Linked DNA regions of Sus scrofa: regions 1, 2, 3, 5, 6 and 7 are each linked to region 4. A link is a contact called in public Hi-C and targeted proximity ligation data. All regions are on one chromosome and are shown on one strand. The core of a region is the stretch at or near the end of the contact, and the rest is flanking DNA. Distances in the headings are between cores, read along the strand shown. Region 1 has its middle 83 kb from the start of PTDSS1. Region 2 has its middle 15 kb from the start of TSPYL5. Region 3 overlaps SDC2 (syndecan 2). Region 4 overlaps CPQ (carboxypeptidase Q). Region 5 has its middle 71 kb from the start of TSPYL5. Region 6 overlaps CPQ (carboxypeptidase Q). Region 7 overlaps CPQ (carboxypeptidase Q).

Region 1 (3,611 bases), core at 482-2,981, 490 kb after region 4:
GGTGAGGGTGGGAGTGAAGAGGTGCTTGTGAGCTTATATATTTCTGTGGGTGGACACGCCTGTGATCTCCGGCATCACATTCCCACGCACCACGCTCTGCCGTCGGCGTACTTCCTGACCACACGAAGAGAAACACAATCCCATCCACTTTAATAGATGCTCGGCCAGACTGGGGCTGTTAAAACAGTGGCTTGAGAACTTCAAGACGCCGGGTGTTTTTGCAGCTTTCACCCATCATTTGGAAGCAGGACGAGGTTGGGTTTGAGGGCAAAAATGCTGAACACCAGCACTGTGATCTCAGGAACTGGATTCTGTGGTCCGGGAAGGGCGGCAGGAATTCACGCGGTGACCAGCGGCCCCTTCCTGCCTCGGCAGAGCGTGGAGCTCCTTCCGCCCCGCATGTGAAATCTAAGCCGGGAGCCGACCCGCAGCTGGAATGAACATTCAAACCCAGCGGTCATTGTGTCTTGAGGATGACTTTGCGGCTGTCTTCACCGCTTGCAGCCGCGCTGAGAAGTCTGTTCCCACCGAGTGAGCAGACTTTGACTCGTAAGAGGGACAGGAAGAGAATTTCAAAAAATCTTACCGGAAAACCACCTCTGAGAAAGTCAAAACGGGGTTTGGGGCGGGGGAGGAGGGGGGTAAGGCTGACCACACCAGGGGCTGGTCTAGAGCTGGGCCACCAGATCAGCAGGCAGAGAACGGTCACCTCCAGTCCCATCCCTCTTTGTGAAGAGTGTGGCATTTCAGTCTTTGGCCAGTGAGTCATCAGAAAATGTTATTTCTCATTTTAGAAAAATACCTAGGAGTTCCCGTCGTGGTGCAGTGGTTAACGAATCCGACTTGGAACCATGAGGTTGAGGGTTCGGTCCCTGGCCTCTCAGTGGGTTAAGGATTCGGCGTTGCCGTGAGCTGTGGTGTAGGTCACAGACGTGGCTCGGGTCTGGTGTTGCTGTGGCTCTGGCGTCAGGAGGTAACTACAGCTCCAATTGGACCCCTAGCCTGGGAACCTCCATATGCCGCGGGAAGCGGCCCTAGAAAAAGCAAAAAAAAAAAAAAAAAAAAAAAAAGAAAGAAAGAAAAATACCTGATCTCAGTGGGACATTTCACTGTTATCTGTTCTCCCTAAAAATATGGTGGTGGCAGTGGGGGAACCCAGACCCTTAGAAATTAAAGCCATATGGATACCATATTTAAAAAAAAGAACGCAAAACACAACAACGCAGGCCATTACATGATTGCTGACCGTAGGAATTCAGTATTTATAATTTACATTCTTTCCCATACTTTGCAGTCCTTTTCAGAAGTGAAGAGCAGAGGTTTACGGCCTCGCCAGATCGTAAATCAGATTCCTGAGGGCTGAGGGAGCTGCTACAGGCAGGGGGCATCGCCTTCCGACAGTTTGCAGAAGGCAAGGAAACGTCAGGAAAAGAACCCAAACAGACAGAGGGGGGGCTCTGCTTCAAGGAAGCTCGAGACACCCGTTAGTCCCGCCACCAAGCACGGAAGCAGCAGAAAACGCAGGGAAGATCAACATCTGCAGTCGCTGCGGGCACCACCGCTAAGTGCGCACCAGGGGGAGGGGAGCCCCCCGGGGCTCCTTACCCTCCATCAGCAGAGGCTGCCTGAGAGCCAGGCGGGGGGGTGGAAATAGGTGGAGGCTCGGGTCCAGGAACCCGGCAGAAGACGTGTGCGCAAGAATTAAATCAAGGAGCCTGGGGTGGGAGGAAGAGCATCAGGGTTGATCTGACGCCCCCTAGTGGCCATGTGCTCTTGGGCGAAGTACTCGAGCCTCAGAGCCAGGGAAACGTGGAAAACAGGCAAACTCACAGGATTGAAGAATACACATACATTTGGGGCTGGATGCAAAGGGGAGCGGGGGAGGGGGTCTTAAGCGACGCCCCTTATCTAGAATTGGAAGTGCTGTTCTGGCACCTGGCTCCCTAGCAAACCCAGCTGAGTGGTATCCAGGAAGATTCAGGGGAGGGAGGGTGTCTCAAGACACACCACCTCTCCAAGAGGTCTTTTGAAGCACCCCAGTCGCCCGAATGCCTTTGTCTGGAAGATCTGTCGGCAGGGGCCCTGGTGAACTCATCCGCCTACTCCTGGCCTGGCTTTCATTCCCTCTGAGAGAAGGCAGAGGATTTTAAACATTTTGAAACGTGGGGATCTTGGCGTGCCTTTCCCAGGTTGCACCCGTAAAATACCTAATCAGCCCATGATGTGTGCAGATGGACTGACGGATGAGTCAGGCGAGTGGGAACAGTAAGGTTTACAGTCCAGATTTTCCAGCATGGATGGTTACATAAACCATGCCTGCAATTTGATGCTGTAATTAAGGCTATTGTGTGTATACTTCAGACATGTGAATGCAATATTTTAGGTTTTGGGTCTCTGATTTACCTTCTTTTACTTTTAAAGGCAAACAAATCTTATTTCCCATGGTTGTAAAGTCCACATGAGTCCCCTTTACTCAGCGTCCAGAAAAGGGACAGACACACCCTACACAGGAAGACTGGTGTCTGAGGAGCTGAGGAGATTTGTGGGGGTCAGGAGGTCAGGCATATGGGGAATACCTTCTGCCATTAGCACCCACAATTTGCAGACCCTTGGCAATGATGTTTTCAGAGTATTCCAATAACAAACAAACAAAACTAACTCCCAGGGCAAAGAGGTCCAAGCACGAGCCCAGAATGGCCAAGGAGCTTGGGGGTCCGGTTGCATCAGTCGTGATAGCAAAACTCTCAGACCAATTCTATTTTCTTTTTTCCCCCCTTCTTCTTCTTCTTCTTCTTCTTTTTAGGGCTGCACCTGCGGTATATGGAGGTTCCCAGGCTAGGGGTCTAATCAGAGCTACTAGCTGCCAGCCTACACCACAGCCACAGCAACACAGGATTCAAGCTGCGTCTGTGACCTATACCACAGCTCAGGGCGATGCTGGACCTTCACCCACTGAGTGAGGCCAGGGATCAAACCTGCAACCTCATGGTTCCTAATCAAATTCATCCACTGTGCCACGACGGGAACTCCCCAATTGTATTTTCTGAAAGATGTTCGTGTTGGCGCTGGGTTTATGAGACGCGGATGGATCTGCCAATACCCTTCTCTTTGCTCCAAGAAGGCAATGCTGGGGCTTAGGAGTCTCTTTTACCAGTACTGCAGACAGGAAGCTTGCCCGTCACCCACCCCTCCAGCCAGCTGCTGTACACAGAGACCAGTTTTCAACCAGGGTATCACGATGGATAAGCTGAGCTTAGCCGTGTGAGAGGCCTGGGAGCCAGCCACTTGGACCCGCTGTAAATCCTTGACCGTGCTAGACAGTGACAAACAATACCTTCTCATAGGACAGGCAGCTATAAAACCTGCCCAACCAACCTGCAAGAAAGGGAATGTCCAGAGAGACAAAATTGCAGGTGAATTTCTGAAATGGATTAAAGACAGTTTTTAGGCAACACAGGAGACAAGGAAGATTTCAGCCTTCCCACACACTAAAAAACCACCACCACCACCAAAAAAACCTCAAAAGCCAAATAAACAAAACCACACACACATCCAACTATTTCCTCCCTCTTTGGTAGATATTAGTAAATAAGTCCTTTAATTCATAGATG
Region 2 (3,722 bases), core at 960-3,459, 460 kb before region 4:
CAAGAAATTAACTGTGAGCAGAATGAACAGCTGTGTTTTCAGTCACAATGGTTTCAGGAAATCTGGTTGCTCCACTATTAAACTCCCTGAGAGCAGGGTCTGTGTCTCCTTCAATGGTTTATCTCCAGCTTCCTGGTTCTTAGAAAGTACTCAATAAGGAGTTCCCTGTCGTCGTGGCTCAGCGGTTAACGAATCCCACTAGGAACCATGAGGTTGCGGGTTCAATCCCTGGCCTTGCTCAGTGGGTTAAGGATCCAGTGTTGCCGTGAGCTGTGGTATAGGTTGCAGACGTGGCTTGGATCCTGCGTTGCTGTGGCTCTGGCGTAGGCCGGTGGCTACAGCTCTGATTGGACCCCTAGCCTGGGAACCTCCACATGCCGTGGGAACGGCCCAAGAAAAGGCAAAAAGACAAAAAAAAAAAAAAAAAAAAAAAAAAAAGAGAGAGAGAAAGTATTCAATAAATATTTCTTGAATGGTTGAACAAAGGTTTTTAACTAACACATAGATCCATAAGAATCACACCAATTTCCAAACATATTCCCTAAATATATTGTTATGAGATTTTAGAATCATGGTAGATGATATCGTGAAGGTTGACCGATTTCCCCCTTTGCTGGGAACCCATGAACTAAGAATTAGCTTCCAAGATTAGTCCTTCTGTTAGGGTTCAATCATTTGGAGAATTTTTCAAAGTGCCATCATTATCAATTAGAAACTTTCCCCAACCAAGACCCAAAGAAAATCATTTACTCTTTCAGATGGTCTGTGAATGCAGAAAATCTGGCATCTCAACCAAATCAAATGGAAGAATTGCCATGGGGTCCACTTTGTTGAGTCATCTGCTTTCCTTAAATGATGACAAGCCTGCATCTTTGGGCCATCAAAGTCCAGCACCAGGTAGGTTGGAAGGAACCTTTGATCCTCTCTAGCAGAGGGTTTACCTTGCATCACCTGCTACAAGATGTCGACAAGGGAGGAAGGACTGGAAAGATCTAGAAAAGCTTTGCCCTGCGATGTTGTGCTTTGCTTAGAAAGACAGCATTCTGGCATCTCTTAACGATGGCTTCATTTGGGTGTATTTTTAATCCAGGAGATTAAACCAAGCCATCATTAAGAAGGTGATCCATGCATTTGATTGCTGTTAAGAGGGAGAGGAACGGATTTTTTCCCCGACCCTTGTTTTTGTACTAATCTTCACTTTATTTCCTCTCCTCTCCTTGGTGATGCCCTTGTGGCTTTTAGTCTCTGGCAGGGCCATGGGTGGGCAGCTGCCTTGGCAGCCATCGCTGATTCATCTCAGTGAATCATCTGCCTGGGCATCTGGGCTGGGAGAGAGTGACGTCACTGTACCACCCCCTCCTCCTCCTCTCTGGCCTCCTCTTTAATTCTCTGCAGGTTCATCACAGGTGCCTTCAGCTGCCTTGGGGTCTGGGAACTTGCTGAGCTTCCTAAACACCGGGTGACCCCAGGGAGGGAGCCCTGGTGTGCTCACCGATGCAGGGCTGACCTCCTTCACCCCGCTCACCACGAAGCCATTGATAGATTCAAACAGAGGGGAGGTGACCAAACCGACATCCAAGGCAGCCAGATGTCCACGAGTCAAGCTTCCCTGCTCAGTCTCTCTGCTTTGAGGTCAATTATTATAAACCATCATTTTGTAGGAAAACTCTTTTTTTTTAAATCACCTTCATTACTTCCATTTTTAAAAAATTACTTTTTATAAAAGTATTATTGATTTACAATGTGCCAATTTCTGCTGCACAGCAAAGTGACATATATATGTATATATGCACACACACACATATATACTTTTTCATATACTTGGCCAGCCTTGTCTATTTGAAGGAATGCTTTTAATTCAGCGGTTGTATAAACCATGGTCTGTTTCTCAGCAATTATAATTCAGAGCCTACAGACAGCAGTAATCCCTGGTTTGATCTCTTTTCCTTCCTTTCCATTTCTTTCTTCATCTCTCTGCTTCAACCGCCCGCCGCCACCCCCACCCGCCCCCCCGCCCCCTGCCCTGCAAACTTAACAGTTTCCAGCTGTGTATCATTTGGCTCTGTTTCCACTCCAGTTTTTTTCTAGGATATGCAGCTGGACCCCATCCAGGTCCCAGATGTGCTATTTATTTGTGCTGAAGCATCTGGGTCTTGACACAGTCCTGTCACTGCAACGTGGCAAACTTGCGAAAACCCTGACCAGCAGCCAGCTCGCAGGCTGCGTCATCCGAACAAGCCACGGCAGCGTTTCCAGGGAGCACAAGGCTGCAAGGCCAAGGGAAGGGACGTGGGGGGGCGACGGGGACCCAGGTGAAGCCAGGAGCTCACAGTCGAGGAACATCGCAAGATGAAGGTTGGGTTCCTTGTAAAGCAGGGGGTTTGCTGCAACATCCAAAAAACTCAATCTCCTCCATTGGTGCACTGGAGGTGAGGCTACCCAGTTAAAGCCAGTGATCATCATTCCTAAGTGACAGGGCTGTGCAGGCCAAAGATGCTTGCCCAGGGTTTGAGGAACATAGGGCTGTCTGGTAGGGATAGAGGATTGGGCGTTGAAAGTCCTGGTTCTGGTTCCGGACTTTCTACCGGTTCTCTCCTTGACCTGGGGTAAGCCTCTTAATCTGGAATCTTATCTCCTTTCCTATGAAATGAGAAGATTGGGTTAAATTGTGGGGTTTTCAGCTTTTGTTTTAAAAATTCAAATGAAATCTTAAGTGGAAGCCTCATGTATGTATGCACTCAATAGTTTGCTGAGGGGAAGTGGTCCTAGCAGCATTTCGTTAAGCGGCATCACTGGCAGCCGTCTCAGGGCCCACTGGACCCACAGAGCACAGGGGAGGTGGGGTGTCTGAGGTTCCACCATGCTCGCCTCCAGCGCCACGGGCTTGGTCACAGGGCCATGCTCCTTAGTGGCACTGGGAACAAAAACAAACCTCCCCCTCTGACATGCTCTTCCTAGTTCCTCCCCTGGCCCTGCCTCCTTGAGGTCCTCCACCCCCTCCTCCTGGTATCACCCTCTTCTCCTTAGCTCCCTGCAGGGGTGGCCAGCCATTCAGCTCTCTCTTCTCTGAATGCGCCTCTGGGAAGTAAGGATGGGGCCAAACATTTATAATGTCATGGGAAACAAACACTAGGCAGTCAAATCTTCCAGACCACGAAGATGGAGCCTCTTTTTGCAGAGGTTCTGTGAGTTTTTACATCAAAAGGAACTTCTTGGAGTTCCTGTCATGGTGCAGTGGTTAATGAATCTGACTAGGAACCATGAGGTTGAGGGTTCAATCCCTGGACTTGCTCAGTGGGTTGAGGATCCAGCGTTGCCGTGAGCTGTGGTGTAGGTTGCAGACCAGACGCGGCTTGGGTCCCGCATTGCTGTGGCTCTGGTGTAGGCCGGTGGCTACAGTTCCGATTCGACCCCTAGCCTGGGAACCTCCATGTGTCGTGGGAGCGGCCCTAGAAAAGGCAAAAACAAACAAACAAACAAACAAACCAAAAAACAAAACAAAACAAAACAAAAAAACAAAAAACAAACCCAAAACCCAAAACACAAAAACCAAAAAAACAAAAGGAACTTCTTTCTCCTTCCACCTCAAGTCCCATCATCAAAAGCCCCATTTTTCATCCTAGCCCAGGACTGAGGGCAAGGACTCATCTGGGTGTGTGTCCCTCTGTCTGGCCATTTCTGAGACAACTTCATGGGACCTCAAGGGCTCCCTGGAGCACAGT
Region 3 (3,664 bases), core at 220-2,719, 260 kb after region 4:
AAAAAAAATGACAAAAAAAGTCAAATGCAATCACCTGCAAAGTCCAATGGAAGCCAAAATTAACCACCCTGAAGCCAGCATGCACTTGGTGATGAGCAGTACAAGCGGTGTAAAGGCAGAGCCTTGGAGCTACATAGGTTAGGTTAATCCTGGGTTCCACCTGCTCAGGGACTTTGGCCAAGTGATCTACCTGCTCCGGGTCTCTGGTTAATTCACCTGTATACGGGGGGCGGATAACAGCATATACTTGCCTCCCAAGACGGCAGTGAGGATTCCAAGACTTAACAAACACAGTCTGCTTAGCACTGCTGCTTGGCACATAAGTAAGCAGTACACGGCTGCCGTTACCAGTAATTATTTAGTGATGGGGGTCGGTTTTCTACCCTCCCAGGAAGAAGAGGTGGGTTGGATGAGGGAAAATTAAAATACAGGCAGCTTTTCTCTCTTAGTTCCATTTAATGGGTGAGAGGTGAAATGCTTGGGGCTTGTGGGAGGAATGTGAGGTATCCCTCAGCAAGTACGAGAGAGGTGTTTTCTGCACCTACGCCAACCTTCCCCAGGCTGGGTGGGGGCCAAAGAAACCCTGGCCCAGGGAATGGGCTCACAGGCTAGAATGAAGTGGGAGCTCCCAAGGGACAGTCACCTACTGTTCCAGCAGCCCTGCTCAGCAGCGGGCGATGGGGAGACTTGAGTAAGTGTGCTGATCACTGGCTGAGCAGGAGACAAGTTCCAAGCCCTGCTCAACAGGAAGGTACAGCCCTCGGGCAACAGGGGACCTTGCCAGACAGATGATCACAGACAGATGATCACAGAGATGGAGGGTAGGAGCCAAGAGCTGAGGATATCAGGACTGGAAAACTGATCAGGGCACCCATCAATAGGAAGCAATGCGATTCCTGTCACCCCAGGAGTGAGACCCATATCTGGGGACTCCAGACATGGATGAGGAATAATCAGAGAAGAACACTGGGCTGGTATGATTGGCCAGTTTAAATAAGAATCACTGTTGGAGTTCCCGCCATGACTCAGTGGTAACAAACCCAACTAGTATCTATGAGGACGTGGGTTTGATCCCTGGGCTCGCTCAGTGGGTTAAGGATCCGGTGTTGCTGTGAGCTGAGGTGTAGGTTGCAGACACACGCTGGATCCTGAGTTGCTGTGGCTGTGGTGGAGGCCAGCAGCTGTAGCTCCGCTTCAACCCCTAGCCTGGGAACCTCCATATGCCACAATGTGGCCCTAAGAAGCAAAAAAAAAAAAAAAAAAAAAAAAAAAATCACTGTACAATGTTTCCATAGATTTTTTTTTTTTTAAATAAAATGTGTCTAGAGAAGAGAGGTCAGGGGACTTGTTTGAAACTAAGTGATTTCCCAAGGGCCTTGGGTCAGAATCAGCCCAAGTCAACAGAGGTATTACATCTACGAAATGGGGAGTATCCAAACTCCTTCCTCATAAGCAATAATAGTTGTATTGTCAGCCAGTCAGCTTTCTTTTTCAGCAGAATCTGTCTGTCTCTGGGAATGACTATTCACACTCTCCATCAACTGCTTAAGTTACACTCTCCATCAACTGCTTAAGTTATCGCTAGAGTCTACCCAAAATTCTACAAGTGAGACTGGAGAAACCATCCCATCTTTCATTTTTATTTTAATTTTTACATTTTACATTACACACACTTAGAAATATGAGACCCCTTTTGGGGGTTCAAACTTTCATGTGAGTAGAGAGGCCCCAGTCCATCTATGTTGTCTGTCGTTGGAAGGACTATACACTCCTTGGGAAACCCCAAAAGCCCAAGTGTGAAATTTCCAACAGAAAAGAGAGAGAACAGTCTCAAGAGTGAGCTGGATTTCAAAACTGATGAGTCACAAAGGTTCCTAACACTATGCTTTCAGCTAAAGGACTAGGACTCATAAACACACTATATTACGACCACTTCCAGGCTTGGCTTTAACCTTAGGAAATAGATTCTATTTGTTTTAAACAATGCTCAATTAAAAAAAAATCAGTAATAAGTACTTACTGAGCCTCTACCCAAAAACATTTTGGGATTATAGCCCTCAGAAAAGAAACTGATATGAGGACTTTTCTAACAATTTTTTTTTTTTTAAAGTGGTCACACCCGTAACATATGGAAGTTCCCAGGCCAACTGAATCCAAGTCACAGCTGCAACCTATGCTGCAGATGTGGCAATGCCAGATCCTTTTTAACCCACCGTACTGGGCCAGGGATCAAACCCGCGCCACCGCGGCAACCCAAGCTGCTGCAGTTGGATTCTTAACCCACTCACTGTGCCACAGCAGGAACCCCTGAGATGAGGACTTTTAAAACTGTGTCTTCCCTGATGGGAGGCCCTAAGATAACAGCCTGATGAAGACACTGCAAACGTGGAGGAACAGAGGGTCCATTAATAAACATCCCCCAAATTATTGTCTCTAATGGGTCAATTTGGGGAAGGAGACCTGGTCCCATCTACCATGTAGTAATGCTCCCTAGTGTCACTGTTATTAGGATTGAATCTCCCCTTTCCCAACAACTCACAAGCCAAGCATCTCTAAAAAGGCTGCTCAGTTCACAGCAGCTGCTGAACAGCTCTCAGGGATAAAGACCCCAGTCCCATCTTCAGGGTTCTCTACAGATAAGGACTTCTGTTAGTCACTTATCCCACACCCTGCAGGAGCGCCTCAAACCACCAAGCCCTTCAGGGTGATTGTGATTCAAGAACAGGAAACAAACATAATCATGGGGGGGGGGGATTTTTTTCCCCTCCTGGTTGGGAGGAAAATAAATGCAAAGGAGATAAATAGGGGGAAAGTTTAGAAATACTCCAAATTATTTTCAAATAACACTCTTTCCTAAGTTTTTCCGAAGAACTAAGGATCTCCATTTCAGTTTAAGAGTGTTCTGCAGATCCTGACTCACAGACTTTGAAAAACTTATGGTCTCCAAAGGAGACAGTTTGGGGGGTGGGGGGATGCACTGGGGTCGTGGGATGGAAATCCTATAAAATTGGATTGTGATGATCATCGTACAACTACAAATGTAATAAATTCATTGAGTAAATGAAAAAAAAAAGTGTTCTGTTAAAACACTCAATTTTTAGATCTCTACACTCAGATGACCCAAGAAATGTTTCTGACAAAATTTGAGATCCAAGAGATAAAAGGCACACGTGCACATTTGAGTTCAATTTGCTAGAACAGTGATGAGGAAGAATGTTTTACACAGTGTACAATAGGCTGCAAACACCCATCCGATGAAGTCTATTCCAGGTATACACATTGCCTAGGATGCTCTAGAGTTGGGGGTGAGGGCTTTTGGTTGCCATGGTTCTACTGACCACTAAAATCAACATCAAGGCAGTGAAATGCATGCCCTCAAAGCTGCAAATTCCTTGCTTCATATTCACTGCAAAGCAGATTCTCAACGATGAAATTGGCAGTTTAAAGTCTCAGACTGGGAATTTCAAGGTGCTGGACTTCAAGGCCTCTTCAAGGACACAGAACTCAAAACTCAAGGCCTCTGGCCAAGACAAGAATTACCAGACCCTTATCATCACACCGTCCATCTTATTATGATGCCCCCTCCCCCAACTTGACCAACCTATCCTGCTCCTTTCTACTTCTTACTAGGAAAGGTATGTGGCCCACTCTTTATGCCACGCCT
Region 4 (3,532 bases), core at 651-3,150:
AACTAACTTTCCTCTCACCATGAGCACAAAGATAGACCAAACTGCATTCTGGCTAGTGGAATGTAAGCGGAAGCAAGGTATGCCATGGCCAGGCCTGGCACGGAAAACCTTTCCCTTGATTATCGACTTTCTCTCCCCAGCTCCTGATTAGCCAAATGGATGCAGAGGACCCCGCAGAAGACTCTGATTTCTTAGAGGTGATGGAGCCACAGGATGGAAAGGAGCAGACGGCTACCTGCGGAGCACCCTCCTAGAATCATTATGTGAGTAAGAAAGAGATTCCTGTTGTGTTAAGTGGCTAAGTTGTTTGTTACAACAGTTAGTCTACCCCCACCAAAGCAGGCACCCAAACTACCTCCAAGACTTTGATGCAGAATATACACCAGCTGACATGAGCTACCCAAAAGAGATAGCTCACCTGGGCTAGAGTTGGATATCAGGGAAGGCTCCCCAGAAGAAGAAACACTTCAGATAAACTGAAGGATAGTGTGAAATAGTGAAGAAGGGGATCGAAAAGTTGCGGAGGAAGAAGCATTTGCAAAGTCATGGAACTTTGAGGAAATGGGGTGCACTAGGAAAGTCTTAGTGACCCCTGACTAGAAGAACGTGGAGTGATGTTGGGAAATGGAGTTGCTCAATGTGTATTTGCTGAAATGACTTATACAGAGCAGAAGCTGGGAGATGTAATAACCATTAAAAATGATGGATAAGGGGCAAGAAAAAAGTAATCAAGGATCATCTAACTCAGAGTGCAGAACAGATGGCATTCTCTTCACTGAGAAAATGCAGGGGAGAGGTGAAAGAATGAGCTCAATTAGGAAGGAAGGAAGGAAGGAAGGAAGGAAGAAAGAAAGAAAGAAAGAAAGAGAAAGAAAGAAAGAAAGAAAGAAAGAAAGAAAGAAAGAGAAAGAAAGAAAGAAAGAAAGAAGAAAGTAGTCAATAGTAAGAAATGCTTCAGAGAGTTAAAGATGATGGCCTGAAAAATGTCCATTATATTTGACAGCTAGGCAGCTATTTGTGACCTTAACAATTTCCATTTAGTACTGGGAAGAGCCAGGTTAAAATGGTCTGCAGAGGAGTTCCTGCCATGGCGCAGCGGAAATGAATCCGACTAGGAACCATGTGGTTGTGGGTTCGATCCCTGGCCTCGCTCAGTGGGTTAAGGATCTGGCATTGCCATGAGCTGTGGTGTAGGTTGAAGATGCAGCTCAGATTCAGCATTGCTGTGGCTCTGGAGTAGCCCGGCGGCTACAGCTCTGATTGAACCCCTATCCTGGGAACCTCCATATGCCTCCAGTTTGGCCCGAAAAAGACAAAAAGAAAAAAGAACACAATGAACTTCTTTGCAGAACAGATACTGACTCACAGACTTTGTTTCCAAAGGAGACAGGTTGGGGGGTGGGGGGATGTGCTGGGGGTTAGGGATAGATATGCTATAAAATTGGGTTATGATGATCATTGTACAACTATAAATGTAATAAATTCAGGGAGTAATATATAAACAAAAAAAAAGAGTCCACTGAAACATGTCTGGCTATAAAATCAATGAAAAAATTAGAACCAGTCCGGATCTAGAAATATTAAGAAAAACGGCGTTTGAATACACATTATATGTTGCCAACCCCAAATCTTAGAGGCTGGATAAAATTCTTCTGGTGCTCCTAGGTTACAGCCTCGGTTTCCAGATGTCCTCATTACACCAGGAAAAAAAAAAAAAATGCCAATGAACCCTGGCAGATTGCTGTGCATTAAGTCATCTGGGAATTTATTAGTCTTATGAGTAGTAGTTCTTAAATAAATGTTTCTGGCAATCACCTAGTTTCACAAAGCAACAGACTGGCTCCATAATTTAGGCCTCATGACCAGTGAAATCATGGTGAATGACCACAAGTTGCTGAGTATGTTATTCTAAGGGGTAACTGAGGGATTCTGGGAAGTAAGCTAGCTATTTCAGGACTTCCCTCCTGGGATGATTAACCATCCAAAAGAATATGGTCAAATTGCTATTTTACTAGTCACCAAACCTTTAAAGACTCTACAAAGAGCATTATTTTTAGCCCTATGACATCACTGTAACTAGGTTTTCTCTCACAGAACTTTTTAACAAGTGGCTTTAACAAGCCCCATCTTCCTCCCCAGGAAGATAACTTATCCCCGTGAAAGAAAAACTTCCTTTCCTTTTCTCTGCCCTTTTGGAAAGCTTTCTACCTGGGTTTCCTAGTCGCTGATGTCTCCTCAGTTATTTTCTTTTCAAAGGTGTAGGGTGATAATTAATTAAGGTCAGGCAACTGTGTCTCCAGCTCCGAAGAGCACATGTGCAAAATAACAAGACATTCCTTTACACAAAAATCTAAAGATCTAGGTTTGAGATCCAAATAAATGCTATTTGCAGTTATTTATGCATGTTTTTCTAATCTTACAGAGACCAGGCTATAACACTAAAATGGCACTTCTTTCATCGATGTTTATCCTTGATAGGTGATGTAGCTACTAAACTCGGCCCAATGTCTTCAGGTCAATTTTTAGACTGTTTACCCACTGCAATGCCAAATTTCCTCTTAAGACTGAAAGTCGATAAAGTGCTTTGCAATGACCCCAATCAGAACTACAAAGAAAAAGACAAAACTTACGACGTGACCCTCAGAAAATACCACCAAACGTTTACATAGACCTTTATAGATAAAATCATTTGGTAAATGAGTGTTCATCATCACTGATTAATAGAGGAGAAGAGTGAGGCCCAAAGAGTTTTAAGAACATTCCTAAGGGGGTAAGGGATTAACAGGTACAAACTACTATGTATAAACTAAATAAGGAACAATAATACATTGTTCAGCAGAGGGAATTATCGCCATTATCTCATAATAACTTGGGGAGTATAATCTGCAAAAATACTGAATCATCACGCTGTACACCTGAAACTACACTTCAATTAAAAAAATAAGAACACTCTCAAGGCCTAATAGTTCTTCAGAAGCAGAACCAGGTCTATATCCAAGGTGCTCTGCTTTCCCAACTCTTTCCACTACACGATAGATGGCCCCCATCAGGTTACCCACTTTATTTTTATTTCACTTCTCTAGTGAAAATGGAAAAAAAAAAAAAAGCCTGGCTTCCTCTGAGGTCATTCGGAATCTTTGATGAAATGCAGACATGAATTCAGTTCTCCCTCCAGTGCAAATACATAAAATATATTGGTTATAGAAGGAATGTTATGGCATCATCGTGGATGTGGAAAACTTTTTAAAGGAATGCGCAAGTGATGCTTGGAATCCTGAAAGGGGCAATGAAGACATGACAAACAAATGACCAAATATGGGATAGGGGAAAATTCCATGAACCGTCAGTATTTTCATTTGACTGGTTTGTTTTCATTTCCTAGGAGCTTCTCTTTCATAGAAAACCTGGGGTTTTGAAAGCATTTCAAAGAAACATAACGACCAACCTGTAGATGGAGAAGGAAGCCACTGATCGAATGAGGGATGCCAAAGCCCCCACCTTGGCAGCCTCCACAGCCCCCTGGACGCGGTAC
Region 5 (3,668 bases), core at 967-3,466, 370 kb before region 4:
TCAAACTGCCTGCAGAGCCCCCGATGGGACCCTGGCACTCCTGGTTTCTTATGAGACCTCATGAGGTGCTCCGGAGACCTCATGGACTCAGAAGGATGGCTGGGGCCTGGCAATGTAGCGGGGGGCGGGGGGGCAGGGTGGGATCCAAGGCAGGCTTCTCTGGGATCCTGTGTCTTGCCTGCCTGGCATTGACTAGTCAAGGACCACTCTCTCAACCCCTCCATTTCCCTGGGGGCCGAATTGGCAAGATGGGGCACTTCTGGGTGAATGTGGTCCTTTCCGCCTTGACTCTGGCTCCTGTTGACAGGTGCCCACGGACACAGGATGCCTCCAAGTTCAAGGCACAGAGGACCCGAATTTGAGAACATGCTTTGACAAGGGGGCCATGCCAGGGGCACAGAAGCTCGCCCGCCCCCCACCCCACCGTCTCCTCTGCTCTGATAGTTTCCCTGCCATGGATCTGGTCTCCAGAGTTAGAGCACAAGCTCCAGGATGCAAGAGCTCTGGTTTCTTTGAGGAACCCCCACAATATCCAGGGAGGTTCTCCATACATTCTTGCAGGTTGACCAAGTTCTGAAGTGACTTGTCGTTTTGCCCCTTTTTCCTAGAAGGCAGCCTCGAAGTGACAGCGAGCTTCTGTCTCCTCAATGAGAAGGCTTCCCCAGGAGCATTTTTGTCTTGCCAACCTGACTATACAAACCCTAGGATAAGGGTTAAATAGTCAATGACACAAGTATGTAGCAGTTTAGGGATACACATATGTTTAAAATTACATTGCACATATTTTATTTTCATTTCTTTAAAACATTGGCTTTTACTACGGATACCTTGGGCAGCAGTGTCTTTCTCTCACCAGAACACATCTCTGGCTTTTTCTCCCCTCTCAACTGTTGGGTGCAGCTCTTCCGAATCTGAGGAAAATGGTCAGGAACCTCCCCATTGTTTTTATGATGATATTTCAAGCAGATCACTTATGCTGCATCCTGAGGGCTCTTTAGCTAGCTTGTTCCCAACATCTAATGCAACTGGGAGGCCACCACCTCAGCAATCGTCACAAATTGGTATTATATTCTTTGCCTTCTTTTAACATTTTTTTTTTCCAAAGGGCCATACCCACAGCATGTGGAGGTTCCCAGACTAGGCGTTGAATCAGAGCTACAGCTGTCAGCCTACACCACAGCTCACAGCAACAGTGGATCCTCAACCCACTGAGCGAGGCCAGGGATGGAACCCACACCTTCATGGATCCTGGTCAAGCTCGTTAACCACTGAGCCATGAAGGGAACTCCCTTTTAACCTTTTTTTAAATTAAAAAAATTTTTATAGCCGCACTTGTGGCAATATGGAAGTTCCTGGGTCAGGGGTTGAACCCGAGCCACAGCTGTGACCTATGCCACAGCCTTGGCAATGCCAGCTCCTTAGCCCAATGCCCAGGGCCAGGGATGGAACACTTGCCTCCACAGTGACCTGAGCTGCTGCCTTTGGAGCCCTAACTCACTGTGCCACAGAAGGGACTCCCCTTTGCCTTCTAAATTTTTCGCCAAATTTATATGGTCATCTCTATAAACATCTCTATAACTAGCATCTCTATAAGCTAACATCCACAGAGGTCATGTTAGCTTAATATGCTTTCCCTAAACAGGCCTTCATTGGTCCAGATAAAGTTTTAGAGAAGAGACTTTTTACTCTGAGAAATGAGACTTTGTATAGGCTCAGATAAAATCAACTTTCCTCTCCTTCCCCCGCCTTTTAAAGGTAATTTTTATGGCAAGAAAGAACTCAGCTAATCTCAGGGCTTACATAGTATTTCAAGTTTAAGAATGAGGGAGATTTTTACTCCTCCCTTCTCAAGGTTGAAGTGCCTCTTCTTCCAGGAAGCCCCTCTGGCCAGCTGAACTGGCTGCTCCTGCTCTATTCCGTGGAACCTGCCCTTTGCCCCATCGCAGCATTCCTCGTCCTGCCACTGATGTCAAAGGGCAGTGCCCACCCACTGGTACTGGCCCTGGCATCTGTTCCCTTGGCAGTGGCTTCCCTCTGCCCAAGAACAACTTTGCCCGGGTCAAACCAACTGTAATCATCACCCTTTACAACAAAGGGCTGGGCCCTCTAGAGGAAGCTCGGTCTCCATCCCTGCGGATTTCACCTGGCCCTTTACGGCTCAGAGCAGCTCCAGGCTTTTGTCGGAGGAGCTGCTGGCAGCGCCCCCGTGTGGTACTCGGTTACTGCCTGACTCAGATGGACGCTTTGGGCTCAGGTCCTGAAACAAATATCCACCACATCCTGGACACTTGACCTCTGAAGCCATTTGGATTTCACAACGTCACTCTTGAAAAATGAAGTGACATAGCTCCTGTCTGACTTGGCTGCTTGTCACACCCTATGCCCTTGTATTCTTGCCGCCACTCAGGGCTTTTGGAGACATCCTCGCAATTCCCCCACGTCCCATCCGTTTGCATATTCTTCCAGCAGAGGACACTACATATCCAGGCTGCTCAAAACCCGGGGCTGCGACTGGGGTCAATGCGTGGCATGAGGTGGTTGGTTGTATCCAGGATTTTAGCGGCAGGGCTTTTCTGTCTTCTATCCCCTGCGAAAGCCCATTTGTCAACGATGTTTCTGGCACTCGCTAATAGAGTTCTGTGATCTTGTTCATCTTTGGGGCTCAGCTGCCTTAGGTGCAGTCATGGTGGGGGGAAGCCCTCTCAGTCCTCAGACACAGGTGAGGAAAGCTGTGTTTTCTGAGGATGTTGTTGCTCGGTGGCTATGCTCTCAGCTAACGGCAAACGCACGACAAGTTCACCGCAAGGAGGAATCCCCTGCCTTGGAAGAGATGCATCGTTTTGTGAAGCAGATAAAACCACTGTTGGAGAATTGCTGGCGTCACATGCAGAGCCATTGACAGATGTTTGGCGGGTTAGGACAGTTAACAGGCAGAGAAGAGAAGCTAAGCAAGAAGAGGTTATGGAAAGTGGTTTAAAAGAGAAGAACATGAAAGGAATAAGAAAGACCTTTGGGGAACAGTGACGAAGGCCTCAGATATCCACACAGGGCTTCTGCAATGGTCTTCATCATGACTGCATTGCAATTCAGATGAGGATGCTTTCGTGTTATGTGACCATGACATCAGAGATTGATCACCTCTGATGGCCAGACTCAGTGCTTGTTCTTGGCCTCAACTTGACCACAAGCAGGACTTCAGGATGGAAGATGCTTCTCTGTGGGCATCCCCACTGATGGCTCCTACCCTTTATGTCCTTCCTGGGCTTCTCTGATGTGTTGGTTCTGCTGCTGCTCTTCCAACAGGCACAAGTAGCCCGGAAGTGCCAGGAGCATCAGTGACCCCGGGGAAAACGCATGAGCCATCAGAGCAGGGAGCTGGTGAGAAGGACACTTGTGGTCAGTGGCCAGGTGGACGACTCTGCCCTCCTTGGAGGGTCACTGGTGAGACAATGCCCTTCTTTGCCACCAGGAGTGACCTTGACAATGCATACGCTATGTCACCTTCCTTCTTCTCTTCCACTCTGTTTCCCTCAGCTGTGACCCTGGGATCTCCCTTGGACTCAAGGGGCAGCACAAGAGTCCCTGACTCAATTTATCAGGAAGAGCCTTTCCAACCCTCCTTTTAGCCTGTGTTCCAAGAATTAGCTCAACGGTTTCATTATAACCTA
Region 6 (3,607 bases), core at 688-3,187, 280 kb before region 4:
CTCCAATCCCCCTGCCCTTCCTCTTTCCAGCCATCCTTACCCCATCTGGCCCTCCTGCCTGTCCTGGCTTTGTCCCTCCCATCCATGCTACCAAAGCTTCTGCCAGCGTGACCTTTGCAAACAGGCCAGGGGTGCTCTCCCTCCTCTGCTTGAGCCTCTGAATGGCTCCCCTGTGCCGTGAGACGTCCCTACTACTTATCAGCATTTACAGGAAGGCCTGTTATGATCATGCCTGCGATGATCTTGCTGGCTTCATCTTCCACCATCTCTCCTGCATTCTGCTTTCCAAACACACTAAACTTCCGGTTCCTCACTGTGTCATGCTCACAGGGTCTACCGAAGGAGAAAATGTCCCAAGATGAAGAGTAGGGGGCAACACCCGGGTCACGATGACTAAGCAAGGTCCAGCCAACAGACCCTAACCACCCCACCCTCGCCTCTGCTTCTGTACATTTGCTTCTGCATCAGCAATCCTGCTTGTACCGACTCAACCATCCTGATCCTGCCTATACCCACTCCGGTCTGTTCCACCAAGCATAGACCCAGAAGAGCTAGCCCATAAAAGTCTTGTGAAGCCCTTCCTCAGGGCTCAGACCCCAGAGAGAGAGAGATCTCCTCTGGGCCTGCCGGCGTAATAAACCTGAGTTCTCCAACTCCCTGAGTGCTTGCTTGCTTGCTTGCAGGGTGGTAGAGCTGTTGGAGCTGATACACAGTGGCTGCGGAGCTGCTGTATAATGGCCGTAACCCTGTGTGTCCCTACATATGGCTCTTGGTATGTGAAGCCCCCATTCCCACAGTCAGATCTTTCAGCGGACTTCTGGGTAACTTTGCTGACTTAAATGTCACCTCTTCTTGGAAGCTTTCCCAGATCCTCTGAGGCCAGACTCAGTGCTCCTTTCCTGTGTCCCTACAGTGCCCTGCACTTTTAATAAGAAGGCAGTCAGGACACTTTTTTTATAGTTGTCTCTTTGTGTATCTATGCCTCCTAGTAAATATAAGCTCCAGAAGTAGGCACTGTTTCTTTTTTTTTTTTTTTTTTGTCTTTTTTGCCATTTCTTGGGCTGCTCCCATGGCATATGGAAGGATGTGGAAGTTCCCAGACTAGGGGTCGAATCGGAGCTGTAGCCGCCGGCCTACACCAGAGCCACAGCAACACGAGATCCGAGCTGCGTCTGCAACCTACACCACAGCTCACAGCAACGCCGGATACTTAACCCACCGAGCAAGGCCAGGGATCAAACTCGAAACCTCATGGTTCCTAGTCGGATTCATTAACCACTGAGCCACGATGGGAACTCCAAGTAGGCACTGTTTCTATCTTGACTTTTGTTGGATTTTATTTCTACCCGAGTGTTTAGTGAAAAAAAATCAAAAAAATGAAAATGATGTTAAATACTTCTGAATGAGGAAGCGTACTTTGCAGGGGCTGGGAGGCAAGAAGAAAGTGAAGCGGCACAGTCAGGTGAAGAGATGAGCAAAACGGCAAAATAAGGAGGTCTAGGAGGGTGAGCTTCCTGGGGACTCTAGCTCACACTGTCCAGCACTAAAAATGCAGGATTTTTCTGTAGTCGAATAAAGACAACGGGAGTGGAAAGAGAAGACTTGTTTTGGGGTAGTCTTTCTGGGACTATCTGGGATAACTGCCCAGAGTCTATGATGGACCAGACAAGATGCCAGTCTGCTTTGAGAGCGAGCAAGAGAGAACAGAGAAAAGAGAACAGGGAGGGTTGTGAGGCCCCCCCCTCTTGTCTCGTTCAGGATATTTGCCAAGAATAAGCCAACTGTTTCACTGTCTCCCTTGGAAAGTGAGCAGCCTGAGCTCAGGTACCAGGCAGCAGCATGTTACTCAGTGCCTTCCCACACCCAGAGGACTGACGGCGTTAACCTGCACTCTTGAATATAACTCAGGCTCTCCGCTGACTGGCGAGTGATGAAACAGGAGCTGAAGCAATTTATCGTTTCAAGATGATGGCAGCTGGCAGACAGTGCTGGTGAGAAGTGGAGTGGCTCATTTTGAGCAAGCGATGTCAAAAAAAAAAGAGGTTCTGCTGAGCCGCTGGCCCTCTGAATCATGGCTGCAGACATCTGGGGTGTCCTTGTCACGTAGGGGAACTGAGATGGGGGCTATCACCCTCCCCTGGGGAGGCTATAATAATTCACAGGAGAGAATAGTTACGGAAGGATGAAGCAGCGGGGAAAGAAAGCTTCATGGAGACCCTGGCACTTGTGCCAGGGCCTTGAAGCCTTAGCTTCTAGGGGGGAAAAAGAGAGAGCTTTCCTCATGAGAATTTCTCCCAATACTTTGGGAAAAAGGCATGGAAGAGGATATGAACACAGTATGCTCAGGGAATAGCGATCAGAGCAGCTTGCCTGGAGAGGCCAGCTCCCATTGTAGAATATTGGAAGTTAAGACAGGACAAAAAGACCCTGCAGTGTTCTACAGGTAAGATCAATGGCTCACTTACCCAGCTTCAAAAGGCTGCAACTAGCTATTTTTTATGTTGGAAAAGAAGTCCAATAATTTGTATCACTTGCTGCTATGAATCTGATAAAAAGCCTTTCCCGAAGACGGTAACAAATGGCCACAGGAGCCCTGTGCTCAAGCTGCAGTTCGGTAACACACTGCCGGGAGAGTCAGACCAGATTGATTTTGTTGGGCCGCTCGGCTGCTGTCTATACAGAAGGCCCAGAGTCTCTGCCTCCTGCATGTGGTTCCATCTTATTCTGTTTTGTACAGCATTCGAGAGAGCCAGCTCTAGGAAGTGGACTGGGGTGGGCAAAGACATGAGGCACAGCTGCAGACCTGAAGAAGCTCAAGGGGAGAGGAGCGAGATGCTCTAATAACTCAGAGCCACGTGTCAAAGCAAAAGGTGAACAAGGACCCGGGAGTAAGAAATGGATGTGGAGCAACTGGAACGCTCATCCATTGCTGGCGGGAACCTTGAAGAACGGGACGGGGTCAAACCACTTAGGAAAGCAGTTTGGCAGTTTCTTACAAAGTTAAACATACCTCTCTCCTACAACCCAGCCAGTTCCACTCCCAAGGAGGGAAAAAACGTATATCTACCAAAAATATCTTCATAAGAATGTGCAGAGCTTTATGCATAAATACAAACAAAGCTGAAAAAAAAAGCAAAACGTGTCATTAACAGGAAAATGGATAAACAAATTGTGGACACAAAATGCTCAGCAATAAGAAAGAATGAACTAATGATAAATGCAACACGGATGAGCCTCAAAAACAGGATGCGTTGCTAAATAAATATGACACAACTCCCTGCACTTATTCCATTTATATGAAATTCAGGCACAGGAAAAACTAACCTCAGATGATAGAAGTCAGAATGGTGGTTGTCTCTGGAGATGAGGGGGAGGTTGGGGGGTGTCTGGAAAGAGGAATGAGGAAACTGTCTAGGGTGATGGGAATGTTATATCTTGAGTTGGGTGGTACTTACACGGGTGCCCACGATTATCAAAGCTTATCAAACTATATGTCAATTACATCTCAATTAAAAAAAATCAAATGAAATAGGAACTGGGTAAAGGACAGCATGGCTTCACGGAAATGCTGCCTCAAGCAGGCTTCAGAGAGCGACTCTCAAGGAGA
Region 7 (3,573 bases), core at 1,043-3,542, 270 kb before region 4:
CTGCTTCAGGAGAACTTCAGACCGTAGTGCAAAAAGGAAGGAATGGGAAGAGATGAGCTCAGCTGCAAAGAAAAGATAAAGAGCTGGATGATTATGGAGTCATGTAAAGGTGTTTAATTTTTTTTTTTTTAATGCTAAAGGCTTGAGAATATTTTATATTTTGAAGGGAAAACTTTTAGGGAGGAGAGAGGGCTGAAGCTATAGAATAGAAACCGCTTGTGCCAGTTTGAGGTGTCTGAGGGTGTAGAAGGGTACAGACTTCACCACATAGCCCTGGATGTGAAGAGAGACACATACCCTATTGCATCTAAAAGGGAGAGTGGGGAAGGATGGATAATGGACAGCCCTTTGCTGAGCGAGGGAGAAAACGGAGGTCGGGAGCATGTCAGTGGAGACTGTTTGGGTGAGGAAGCGACCGAGGACATGGGGCAGGAATACGTGGCCTCATCGAGGGCCCAGCCAAGGCTAGAGGCCATGCACCTGCAGCCTCCCCAAGTCAAGGTATGTGGGACTTTCTCAAGCAGCCCCTGGCCTAGAGGCAAAGAAGGAACAAGGAAGGAGCTGATCCAGGATGTCCAGACATCTGGGGGAAAGCTTGTGCTCATGAGCTGTTTCGAGATTTCCTCAGCCTGAGATTTCATTATGCGTCTGAACAATTTGCAAACCTGCAAATCATCTGAGCTTTTCCCCAAAGCTGTGTTGAATACTAATTCATCTAGATAGACAGGGTAACCTGCAAGGGAATTGGAGCCGTTAAACTCAATTCTCTCCCGACACTTGGGAAATGAATGGAGAATTATGCGTCCAATTCTCAATCCTTGGAGAGCCGAGCACAAAAGTGTTATATAAGAGCTATCGGAGGAGAATTTTGTTCCTTTCAGAATGCTCAGCCTGATACAAGAGAAAAAGAAAAAGAACAAAGGAGCAAGGAGGCTTTGACACACCCCCAGGAGTAGAAGGAGGAGCTTACCAGGTGCTTTCCCCACCTGTTCATGAAGCCTCACACCTTATGGTGTTGGGGAGCCTCCAAGTATTGGATCTGAACAGGCTTTAAAGTAGAAGCAAAGAAATCACCAGGCAAATGGGTTCCCTTAGAGATTTCATATTCTGATGGGTGGTTTAACCTCTCAGTAGGCTTAGTCCTTACAAAGAATCTGGAAAAGAAGAGGGGCCACTGTCTGTGGCCAGGGTACCAAGTATCAAGTGAGAGTTCAGTCTCCGTGGTTATCTAAGCCGCTCAGTGGCAGCGCAGGGGCCCTCCCTGCACCCCTTGAGGAAGGTCCCTCTCTACTGAGTGTTTCTGCAGAAGTTCCTGTTGGAAAAGAAGAGCACCCCTCCCACACTATTCTATGTCTATGTGAAAATGAACATTTCATAGGCGTCACACCTTAAGGTCCTGAGGATAACCGCAGTTGACAAGAGATTTCAGACAGATTTCAAAGGTAATGGGGGTTAGAACTAAATGTCGCACAGTTTTCTACTGAGTTTTCATCCTGCTTACTTTCTCCTCAGTTAAGAAAACCTCCTGGAACATGAGCTGCCTTTTCTCATAATTTTAGCAGCCCATGATTTCAGTATCATGAGTCAGTGCCAGGTGGTATACATATGTGTGTGTATAAATGAACAAAGAAATTATAAAATGGTAGGAATCATGTGCCTTGTTGGTTATTGATTCTAAGGGTTCTTGCAGCTTATCTGGCTGCAAGGAGTTCAGATAGGTCTGATATTTTATGTCCCTCTGTCAACCATCTATTCCACCCTTGAGTAGACTTTGGCCATAATTTTATATCCTCTTGCTCCTCCTTATAATTTCCTACTAACCTATAGTTTCTTGGGGAGGGATCTTTCCTCACTCTTCCTACTGTTCCTAAATCCCTAGATGTCCCTAATGCGTAGGTTCTTAAATGTTAGGGACATATAACTTGAGATCAGATAAACTGATCACATCACACACAATGGCAAAGCTTAATAATTCTCCATCCATTTCCCAAGTGTCAGGAGAGCACTGAGTGTAAAGCACCTACGCTGAGAAATGTTCACAACAACAAAAATCATACTGCTCTAAAACTGATTTTACCCAACAAAGACATTTGAACTGGAAACGGAGAAAGCAGCCGTTGACATCTGGGAACTTGTGTGACACCTACAGGTAGACGGCAGGGTGGTCGAAGATGCCAGACCATCTTGTGCTCCAGCTGGACGGGTAACGAATCTCATGGGACACCAGCATCAGATAAGGGCATTCTGTGACTGATGAAGCAAGCCAAAACAGGCCATTTCATAGTTTTGCCCAGACTAAAACAAAGTCACTGTGCAAACCACAAAATACTAAACATCCCCTTTTTGGCGTCATATGAGTGACGGCTGCTTCTTTCACGCATTACAACATCAGTCTCCATTGAGTTTGCCCTCCATAGACAGGAGATTTAAGATGCCCAGTCATTAAATTATCCCCCTTCCAGAGAGCGACCAAGCTAGAGTAAAGCCTTGCTTCCCTGGACCCATCCAAACCCTGCCCTAACCAAAACCCAAATCTTCCAAGTCCTTTTTGACATCCTTTGATTGAGATGCCTCCTGGGTCCTCATGGGATGCGTCCTGCCTCACTGCAAGGAGTTATAAGAGTGATAAACCTGCCTTGCTCCACCACAGGCATTCCCCTGGCCGTTGACAAAGCTGCAAGAAGTGACTCTTGCAGCTGTGAAGTGACCAGAAAGGGTGATGTGGCTAAAACAAGAGGGAGGTTTCCCTGGTGAGGGTGGGCAAGGATGCTTCCTTTAAACATTCCGATTCCAAAGAAGCATTGAGGAGTTCCCGTCATGGCTCAGCGGTTAACGAACCTGACCAGTATCCATGAGGTTGCGGGTTCAATTCCTGACTTTGATCAGTGGATTAAGTATCTGGTGTTGCTGTGAGCTGTGGGGTAGGTCACAGACACAGCTTGGATCCTGCATTGCTGTGGCTGTGGTGTCAGCTGGCAGCTATAGCTCCTATTCGACCCATAACCTGGAAACCTCCATATGCCGAGGTTTTGCCTAAAAAGACAAAAAAAAAAAAAAAAAAAAGGAAAACAAACAAACAAAGAAGCATTGAGAACTTCCCCTCACTCAGTCTTTCTCTCTTGCATGTAGTCTTGTATTGAGGCACCCACACACTGACTCATGAGTGGGGAGGCTTTGTGGTTTAACCTGACTTTTAATCCCATATCTCATTTTAGGCTGGCTCAGCGGCTGTTTGCTATTGTTGGCGAGTCGAGTACGGTTGACCTCCTGGGTTCTGAGCGTGGGAAAGTAAGAGTTCCAAGGGCACCAGTTCAAGGGTGGTGTAGACAGGCAATCTGGCATCTCAATATCGTTAGAGAAATGAATTGAGACAGGATGACAGTAAACGTGGAAGTTAGAGGCAGTGTCTCTGAGGAAACAGGTTTACAAACCATCATCCCAAACTGAGGGAAGTTATTCTAAAACACAAGGGCAATGCTTCATTTTCTACGGGTGTTTGGTTTCTGGAAATCTGTTACTTAGGTAACGACACTACCTCAGAGAAATTAGTTTATTTTCACAAGTTGTGCCTCA

Evidence for each region. Hi-C and Micro-C count contacts between places; a contact is called where the count stands out from the background.
Region 1: a targeted proximity ligation map of alveolar macrophages shows a contact between it and region 4. A contact is called at or near these places in 2 of 47 Hi-C or Micro-C datasets (both in embryonic fibroblasts) and 1 of 2 datasets of targeted methods (alveolar macrophages).
Region 2: a Hi-C map of embryonic fibroblasts shows a contact between it and region 4, with 1.8 times the contacts expected there. A contact is called at or near these places in 1 of 47 Hi-C or Micro-C datasets (embryonic fibroblasts) and 1 of 2 datasets of targeted methods (alveolar macrophages).
Region 3: a targeted proximity ligation map of alveolar macrophages shows a contact between it and region 4. A contact is called at or near these places in 1 of 47 Hi-C or Micro-C datasets (embryonic fibroblasts) and 1 of 2 datasets of targeted methods (alveolar macrophages).
Region 5: a contact with region 4 is called in a targeted proximity ligation map of alveolar macrophages. A contact is called at or near these places in 1 of 47 Hi-C or Micro-C datasets (embryonic fibroblasts) and 1 of 2 datasets of targeted methods (alveolar macrophages).
Region 6: a targeted proximity ligation map of alveolar macrophages shows a contact between it and region 4. A contact is called at or near these places in 1 of 47 Hi-C or Micro-C datasets (embryonic fibroblasts) and 1 of 2 datasets of targeted methods (alveolar macrophages).
Region 7: a contact with region 4 is called in a targeted proximity ligation map of alveolar macrophages. A contact is called at or near these places in 1 of 47 Hi-C or Micro-C datasets (embryonic fibroblasts) and 1 of 2 datasets of targeted methods (alveolar macrophages).

Annotation. Positions count from the first base shown.
Region 1 is chr4:40,291,035-40,294,645 of Sscrofa11.1, forward strand. No RefSeq gene overlaps it. Among named protein-coding and RNA genes, the nearest start is that of PTDSS1, 83 kb to the right of the region's middle.
Region 2 is chr4:39,345,767-39,349,488 of Sscrofa11.1, forward strand. No RefSeq gene overlaps it. Among named protein-coding and RNA genes, the nearest start is that of TSPYL5, 15 kb to the right of the region's middle.
Region 3 is chr4:40,063,677-40,067,340 of Sscrofa11.1, forward strand. All of the region lies in intron 1 of SDC2 (syndecan 2), which reads right to left. Among named protein-coding and RNA genes, the nearest start is that of SDC2, 64 kb to the right of the region's middle.
Region 4 is chr4:39,805,456-39,808,987 of Sscrofa11.1, forward strand. CPQ (carboxypeptidase Q) reads right to left here. Exons shown (of 8, transcript NM_001243691.1): 2 at 3,446-3,532. Among named protein-coding and RNA genes, the nearest start is that of CPQ, 49 kb to the right of the region's middle.
Region 5 is chr4:39,432,540-39,436,207 of Sscrofa11.1, forward strand. No RefSeq gene overlaps it. Among named protein-coding and RNA genes, the nearest start is that of TSPYL5, 71 kb to the left of the region's middle.
Region 6 is chr4:39,522,409-39,526,015 of Sscrofa11.1, forward strand. The region is part of intron 7 of CPQ (carboxypeptidase Q); the gene reads right to left. Among named protein-coding and RNA genes, the nearest start is that of TSPYL5, 160 kb to the left of the region's middle.
Region 7 is chr4:39,539,764-39,543,336 of Sscrofa11.1, forward strand. All of the region lies in intron 7 of CPQ (carboxypeptidase Q), which reads right to left. Among named protein-coding and RNA genes, the nearest start is that of TSPYL5, 180 kb to the left of the region's middle.